Linked DNA regions of Mus musculus: region 2 is linked to region 1. The links are chromatin contacts, called in public HiChIP or PLAC-seq maps. All regions are on one chromosome and are shown on one strand. The core of a region is the stretch at or near the end of the contact, and the rest is flanking DNA. Distances in the headings are between cores, read along the strand shown. Region 1 has its middle 9.1 kb from the start of Arhgef5. Region 2 overlaps Tpk1 (thiamine pyrophosphokinase).

The links. HiChIP or PLAC-seq counts read pairs in DNA pulled down with a chosen protein or histone mark.
Region 2: a contact with region 1 is called in a FOXA1 HiChIP or PLAC-seq map of pancreatic cancer cells. The contact joins two enhancer-like sites. A contact is called at or near these places in 1 of 39 promoter capture datasets (embryonic stem cells), 1 of 115 datasets of contacts at active chromatin or transcription factors (pancreatic cancer cells) and 1 of 9 other capture datasets (pancreatic islet).

The regions. Positions count from the first base shown.
Region 1 is chr6:43,254,420-43,258,763 of GRCm38.p6, reverse strand. No RefSeq gene overlaps it. Among named protein-coding and RNA genes, the nearest start is that of Arhgef5, 9.1 kb to the left of the region's middle. Within about 2 kb of position 1,878, at least 21 of the 459 cell types and tissues checked have an H3K27ac peak or open chromatin away from gene starts, as enhancers often do. A contact at or near this core is called in pancreatic cancer cells, where this site is marked.
Region 2 is chr6:43,634,960-43,639,042 of GRCm38.p6, reverse strand. All of the region lies in intron 2 of Tpk1 (thiamine pyrophosphokinase), which reads left to right. Among named protein-coding and RNA genes, the nearest start is that of Tpk1, 29 kb to the left of the region's middle. Within about 2 kb of position 1,547, at least 58 of the 459 cell types and tissues checked have an H3K27ac peak or open chromatin away from gene starts, as enhancers often do. A contact at or near this core is called in pancreatic cancer cells, where this site is marked.

The DNA of each region.
Region 1 (4,344 bases), core at 629-3,128:
AGCCATCTTTCAAAAGTCTGTTTGGACACAAGTGTGATAACTTGCTGCCATGCACACTGACTTTATCTGTGAAGTGAGTTTTGAGGTTATGAAGTCATATGCAATCTTTTAGTTCCAGCTTCCCCTGGATGGTATGGCATTGAGTGATAGGCCTGCTATAGAGAATTCACTTGCTGTGTGGAGCTAGGTCCCAGGCTGAGATCTCTTCACACCCTTCAGAGCTGGATTAAAATCAGCTCACATGGAGGTTTTCTGGAGTCATTCTCTTTAAGAAAGATGCTCTTTAAAAAAAAGATTTATTTATTTTATGTATATGAGTATACTGTAGCTATCTTCAGACACACCAGAAGAGGGCATCAGATCCCATGACAGATGGTTGTGAGCTACCATGTGGTTGCTGGGATTTGAAATCAGGACCTCTGAAAGAGCGGTCAGTGCTCTTACCTGATGAGCCATCTCTCCAGCCCCAAGAAAGATGCTTTTAACATGTATATTTTTATAGTTTGATGCTTTCCGAGATAAAAAAGTTTGATATAGTGTCAGCAAAAGGTCTAGCAAGTGTTTCTTAAATGGACCTCTCATTTTAAAGACCAGTTTAGCCAAAATTAAATCAATTTATTTTGTTCACTGTTTGTGTCTATAGGAGGTGTTGATGGGTTAGACAGAAGGGAGAAAGAAAAGGGTGTTTTACCTCAATCATAAGCAATGTTTTACTATCTCTACTGGCTCTGGGAGATAATCAGGCCACTGGCCTTAGTTTCTAACAGAGGAAACTGGTAAACAATCGAGTAAATTATGTATTTGGCTCTTTGTTTCCAGGGGCTTCATACTGGAAGATTTAACCAACTAAGGGTGAAACATTTGGCAAAACCTGTATTTATACTGAACACATACAGATTTTTGTTCTCATCAATATTTCCTAAATAATGCAGTGTGCTGGCCATTGCCTAGTGCTTACATACTACTAGGTAGTAGAGGTTATCTAGAGATGGTTTCAAGTGTTTTTGGAGCATGTGCATAGATTCTACCCAAACCCAACCCCATTTTATGTAAGATCCTTGAGCATCTGCAGATACTGGTTACCATGAGGGGTCCTGGAACCCATTCCTGCAGACACTGAATGGAACAATACATTTTGTGGCAGTGGTATGTGCAGAGTACCATGAGAGTTTAGAGATCCTATGGAGATAGTTCCCTCTAAATATTAGAGTTTCCAAAGCAAGCTATGATTGATAGTATCTTTCTGTGTAATACTGCTAGGATGCAAAGTAAGTTAACTTCCATGCTCTCTGGGTCTGGAGAGGCCTGTGGCTCTTGAAATAAGTCCTGGGAAAGATGCACATATGCCTTGGTCTGTTTCCCACTACTGAGTGATTCATAAAGGAAAGAGTTGAATTCGGCTTCCAAACCCAGAGACAGGAGTGTTATCTGGGAGTGGATGTACCAGGGAACTGTATAATCAAAGAACATGAGATTTGATGGAACTGGCATGAAACCCATTGCTTTGTGCAATCAACACACAGTGGGAAAAAAAAACTTAAAAGAAAATAGTGATTCTGGTTAAAGCTTAAAAAATACAAAACAAAACAAAACAAAACAAAAACAAAAAAACCAAACCAAGTCCAGACGAGTGAATAAGCAGCAAGAGGGAGAGTCTTCTCTTTGGCTCACGGTTCTGTTTCACTTTTAATCTTCGTGGCATTTGGGGTGCTACTGATCACAAAGGCTGAGGTTCACTTCTTTTACTGCTCACTGCATACCAAGACGCTTGGTCAGAATTTGTTTTGTATGAGAAGCAGTCTAGTCCTTAGAGCACACAACTTATGATTATTCGATAAATGGCCACAGTGGTTACCCTTGAATCTCCGAGGGAAGCTCCAAGTCAAACAATCTTCAAGGCTGAAGACAAGAGAAATCCCCACTCGAAATGAGTCCTGGAACTTTAGTGGCTTGGGCTTCGAAGTGCTTGGAGGTGGGAAGCATGACTCTCCACTGACTTCCAGCCTTGAGGATGGTACTTCTGGTTTCCTAAAACCGAGGGTTGTAAAGATTGTATCTTCATGACAAATTAGGGGAGGCACTAAAAGAAACAGCAAACCTAGTCTGAGGAAATTCATAGCACTCTCATTCTCAGTCTGAATGGAAAATAGAATTCAATACACCATTGTAATTATGTTTCAGAGATGTGTTGGAAGATTGGCCAGCCCTCTGTATCTTAAGGCTTCTTATTTGTCTCTACTGAAGAAATAAAGATTGTTTTGCCTGCTGTTACCAGAAAGACATAATGTAGTAAGTATTTGCAGGCCATGCGTGATGGCACATGCCTTTGATCCCAGCATTCAGGAGACAAATCTCTGTGAGGTCGGCCTGATCTACACAGTGAAATGCTATCTCAAAAAACAACCAAACAAGAAAGTCCTTAAGAATTTGCATTTTATACAATTTAAGGCCTTTATGTTGTATTTAGCATCACAGCTAATCTGAAGATGATTTTGAAGTATTAAAAGGATGGCTGTAGGTTATATATAATTAATGAACTGTTCTATATGAAGGATTTAAGTATCTGAAGATATCCAGAGATTCCTGGAATTCATCTCCTGAGGGGACTGTCACATCTATTTCAAACTCTTGGTTTCTGTTCTATTTTCTGCATTTTCCTATTTTTTTAAATCTGTCTTTAACTTTATGTTGTCAAATGTATATGTAACTTTGTATACATGTTTGTGAGTCATAGTTTTCCTGTAGAAGGACATACATATGGAGGTGTTTATAGTAACTTGCAATGACAGAAAAGGGAAGTCTCCAGAAATTTTGATTGTGGGAATATAAAGTCAAATGCTGTTTTTATATACACACTTCTTTTTCCTTCTAGTTGGGGTAAACTGGAAACCTGCCTTTTGTCCATCCCATCATATCACTTAAAGAATAAGTTGGGCCCTCTTTCTGTCCCCTATTCTAGTGGGTGTAATATGAAACAAAGACTATTAATTAGATACTGTTTATTTTGTAAATGGAAACAATCTTGTTTTCTGTCCCTGCTGTTCTGACCCTACCTCCCCCTTTTACCTGTAGAGAATTGCTGGGTTTATTCTTCATCTACAGGGCCTGATGTCTATACCATGATGGCTTTCTTTGCCAAACCCCCGGGGACTTCACCTTAGTACGAAAGACCTCTTTTGCACTCTATTCCCTGCTCTTCCATGCTGTTTTTCCAAAGCACAGTAGGTTCTTCTACTACGCCTGAGACTGGGTCCAAGATAACCTGTAGTCACTGTGCCCTGAGGCCTTGTTGCTCCTTGCTTTTTCCTGTCCTGTGAGGGTAGAGGTGATGTGGAAAGAGACTGTCAGCCACAGGCATCTGTGTCAGTGGTGCTGACTGCCGCCGAGGCACAGGGCAGAAGAGAGAAAAGTAGAGCCAGGAATGAAGAAGAACAGAAAGGATGGTGCTGTTTTCGTCACAAGAAATTCTCCAGTCTCTTCTGTGATAAAAATACTTGTGCCTTCATAGCTCTCTCAAAGACAGAATTCTCAAGATACTGATAGAAGCAAGCTATCCAAAAGCAAAAACCAAATTCAGTAACCACAGAGTAAAGACAGTTCCATTTGGCTTGTCTAGAGGTGATCAAACAGTCCAAAGTGGGTATGATCTAAAAATCACATTCCTAGGCCTAAAAAGTGACTACTGGGACTAGCATTTTTCCCTGTCACTTCAGCAGGTAGAGGAACACATTTCAGACTGTGGGGATTTGCTGGTCTCATTACTATGCATAACTTGTTGCTATGATGCTTTTTGCTCTAGGATATGCAATAGATCATTATCGTGGGTCATTGACTTAAGTGAACTTGGAACATTTAAATGGAAATGTTGAAATATTCTAAATCAGCCCTTGATAAGCCCAAAGGGGTTGGAAACACCGAAGCTCCAGAACATCTGAGGAAAGGATGATGAATGTGGGCTGGGGTGGCACGGAAGGGCTTTATTAGAGGCTCTTCACTATGCTGGGCGGTGCGTGTGGGTGATGTGTGTGGGGGTTGGGTTTCCATTGCTTGCGTTTCCAGGAGCGCTCCAGCCACTCCTCAATGCAGGGTCCCACCCTGTGTCACGTAGCACTGACCTGTGAGGGCAGCAATTGGAAGAGGAGGTTGCAGCAGAAGCTGGGGATTATGGCAGACAGGAAGCATCTGCATTAACTCAGGTATGTATGGGGGCAGTGGAAGGCATTTACCTGGAAGAGTTTTCACTCTTCAGACCTAAGTCATCCTCTCTCAGGATAGGTTGGCCTACTGTGTTTCATTGATGGGTTCACCAAACATACAGATTGTCCTCAATCAGAGACATGGTCT
Region 2 (4,083 bases), core at 298-2,797, 380 kb before region 1:
TCAACAGACTGTCCTGTTGGCAAGCCTGCGACACATCTTTGTGACTGTGATTAAAGAGGTCAAGCCCAGCCTATTATGGACAGTGTCATCTCTGGGCTTGTGGTCCTGGGTGTCATTAAAGTCAGGGAACCTTGCTCCTCCATGTCCTCTTCTCCAGTTCCTTGAGTTCTTGCTCTGACTTCTCTTAGTGATGGACGGTGACCTGTAAGTGTAATATGAAATGAACTCCCTCCTTCTTAAGTCAATTTTGTCATGGTACCTTATCACAGCAGTAGAAATCCCAAGACAAGCTGGGTTACGTTTTTGATCCTGTCCGGCAGTTTTTAGCCCATATATGTGTTTGTGTCAACTTCCCTACATTCATGATACAGAAATGTTCCATCACCATAGGCAACTGTGGTTCCTTTCATGGACTCACATCTCCTTTTCCTCCACACCCATGTTTTAAGTTCAACGATTTTGTCTGAATAGGACCACATAAAGAATGTGATTTGAGATTTCCTGTATCAATCCAGAATCCTCCCAGTTGTCTAGCATATCAGTATCTCACTTTTTCTTATTATTTTATTTTATTTTTTTATTGCTGAGTATGTATGGTAGGGATATGGCAGTGTAACCAACTACCCCTTCGTGAACACTGGCTTGTTTCTTCTAGTTTGGAATTTTTAGAAATAGAGTTGCTGTAAATGTTGTGTGCATACGTCTATATTTCCACTGAGTAAGTGCCCAGAAGTGTAGTTTCCGTGTTGTGTAGTAGCTGCATGGTTAACTATTAATAGATCTGTCATATTTCTCTAGAGTGGCCATTCTCAGTGGTAAGTGAGTGCTTAGTTCCTCTGTGCCTTTCCATTAGTTGATATGTCACCACATTTATTTTAAACATTCTGAAAGGTGTATAATGATAATGTGATTTTGATTAGAATTTCCTGTTAACCAACAGTAGCATTGTTTGTGAGTGCTGATTCTTCATCTTTGTGTTCTCTAGGGAAATGTATGTTATGTTCCTGTCCTTTAGATTCCTTGCTTTTTCACTACGGAACTCTGAAAGTTAATTTCCTTCCCCCTTTATTAGGTGTATAGTATTGAGATGTCTTACAACTTGTCTTTCCATCCTTCTAAACAAGCGGGTCTTCCACAAGATAAGTTTTAACTTTGCATGGCCCAGTTTACTTCATTGTCTTATTTAATATGCATTGAACATTAACCTTGAAAGTTTTTAACAATAAATTTAGTTTTGAAATTTTAATATAATTACATCATTTCTCTTTTTACCCCTTTTCACTCTAACCCATCCTATATACACTTCCTTTGAAATTCATAGCCTCTTTCCTTTAATCCTTTAATTGTTGTTAAAGACACACACACACACACACACACACACACACACACACACCCTGATGCTATAAATATATAAATACAACCTACTCAGTCTGTACGCCACTGGTATGTGGGATTTTACTATTTGCACTGCCTTGGGACTCTCTGTCCTGCTCTCAGCATTCCTCAGTTGCCTGTAGTTCATTGTCTATGGTGGAGGCGCCCTGAGCTCACTCCATTAGCCCTGAGTTACCGAAGCCTTTTCCCTCCTGCCCTGTCTAGGCATTCCTTGTTGACAGACTTTGGTGTTGCTTCCTTTCATTTTCTCTTTGCACTTGAGAGCTTATATGCCTGCAACTATTTCTTCTATTTTTATTATACAGTTTCTATGTGTATTCTTTTCATTGTTACATAGTTTCCTAGTTGTATGTCGGACTTGAAGTATAAAGTTAATCATTATATAACTGCTATAAAACAAAATATTTACCTTACGACAGCGAGCCTGTAAAGAGGAAATGCTTATTTTCGTTTGCAGTTATGAAGGTTTCTGCCTGTGGTCTGTTGGCCACATTGCCTTTGAGGTGAGGCATTGCCTATTGTAGTGAGGCAGTGATGCTGGATGGGAGTTCATGGTAGAGCAAGGTGCTCGTGATAATGACTAGAGATTGAGGGAAAAGGTCAAGTAGAAGGCTCGGGGTTCTAGAAGATTCTTCGAAGCACTCAGACAGATAACCGGGAAACTTCCACCTAGTACCTCTCTTAATGTTTCTATCACCTCCAGGTATAGCTATATATGAAGTTTTTTAAAAATATGTGGGCATCAAGTAGACATCTAGCCAAACCATAGTATTCTCTCTACCTGTCTGAATGAAGTGCTCAAGGAGTTATCTACCTTCTCCCACTGTTGAGATCCACAGCTGGTAGAGGGATATGTGGTTCTAGTTCCCGGTGGTGTTTGAAAAACCAAAAACTGCACAAATTAAACTTAGTTATTGAAGCAAAAAGTGATTCATTAATTAAGTAGACCTGTTATCAGTAAGGTCAGAGGGCGTAACCCAGAAACCAAGAGCAGACAGTATTTACAGATGGCAGAAAAAATAATAGAGAAATAAGTAAACAAATAACTAAGCATCGAACTTGGTTGCAGTTTGTTTGTATAATAAGTTAAGTTTCAGTGTGCCAAACTTAATTTAACCGTGGGGAATTTGAAATCCCATGTTGTCAGGAAATCCCAAGTAGTGCTGGGCAAATTACCTATAGGGAGTTACCATGGAACAGAATTTACCATAAGGTACCAACTTATGGGGAAGGCGTAACAAAGTTTGTTCAAGTGGAGATGTCTACTTGTGTTACCTCTCTAACACAATGCTGTGGTATTAATGGAAAATAGTTCATAGGTGCTTTATGGTCAGCAGTCTGCTCTGACACCACTGAAGTGCGTTGTGTAGTCTATGGGCACTGTGTTTGAACCTCTGGAGAGAGATAGGTGGCAGGTCCTGGCTGATGCTGGAGGACTACATGCAATACAGTGGCCCAGAGTAAGTACATCTTACGGAAGATGAGCTCTTTGATTCTACAGTGTCCTAGTACCTTCTGGCAATATGCTATGTTGGGAGCTTACTAGGGAAATCTGAATAAGTTCTGTTCTATTACCATGAAGTGTGTGTGGAAGAGGGAATGTAACAATTCTAACATCCAAAGCATTGAAAGTCAACAGACGATCCCAGTCCTGCGAGATCCAGGCAGCTGCAGAGTGCACCACTTTGTAGAATGTAGCATGCAGCTAAATACCACTAACAGAACATAGCATGTAGCATACACAACTTAGCCCCTTCAATAAGTAACTTGCAAGTAAAATGATAAAAAGAAATGAGGCAAAACCTAGATAAAGACTCTGAAGAGACATGTGTGAATATTCTGATTCTTACTTGAATTAAGCAATCATAAAAAGATTTTTTTCTCCTTTTTTCTTTATTTGCCAACAGAGGACATTTGCACACAGTGGGTACTAAATATGGAACAGTCACTTATGTTTCTGGAGGTTATAATGATAATGTGATATCTCTATATAGATGTAAATGTTGATAGACTTTAAAGAACTCTTTAAGATACATGCTGAAATATTTGTAGATTAAAGATTGTAATTTCTAGTATTTATCTTAATAATGTTTTGTTACATTTATATATTTAAAAATCTCATTGAGTAAGGCTTTTTTTAGATCATGAAAATTATGAAGTAGCTGCTATCTTAGCTGTGTACAGAAGTTATCAATCATGAACAATGACCTGCCTTTAAAATAATGTAATTGTGAATGATGTTGTTTAGTTTTGTTTATAAAGAGCTGTTAGGAATTTATGGTGGTGATAACTGGCATTTATTGAGACATATTCCATGGCTCCCCTCGTATGCACATATTTTGACTTGGTAGTTTATGATGTGAACACAAGTGTCTTGTGCTTTATGGAGTGGTTGATATTGTCTCATAGCAGAAAAGCAAATGTGCTGTGAGGTTCAACAGTCTTTTCGACATAGATATATGCTTTATTCTCACAAGTCTGAATATGTATTTCTCTGACATCTTTATTATATCTGTAAACCATGATATTCTTATACATTGCAGAAATATGACTTTAATATTTATCTCATGTTGATGCAATGCAGTATTTATAACATAAACTGGAGGCATAGATCCTAAGAAATATTCACGTTCTACATCAACATGGGCGACTGTCAATTAGTGCCTTTTCTAATTCTTACATAGTGTT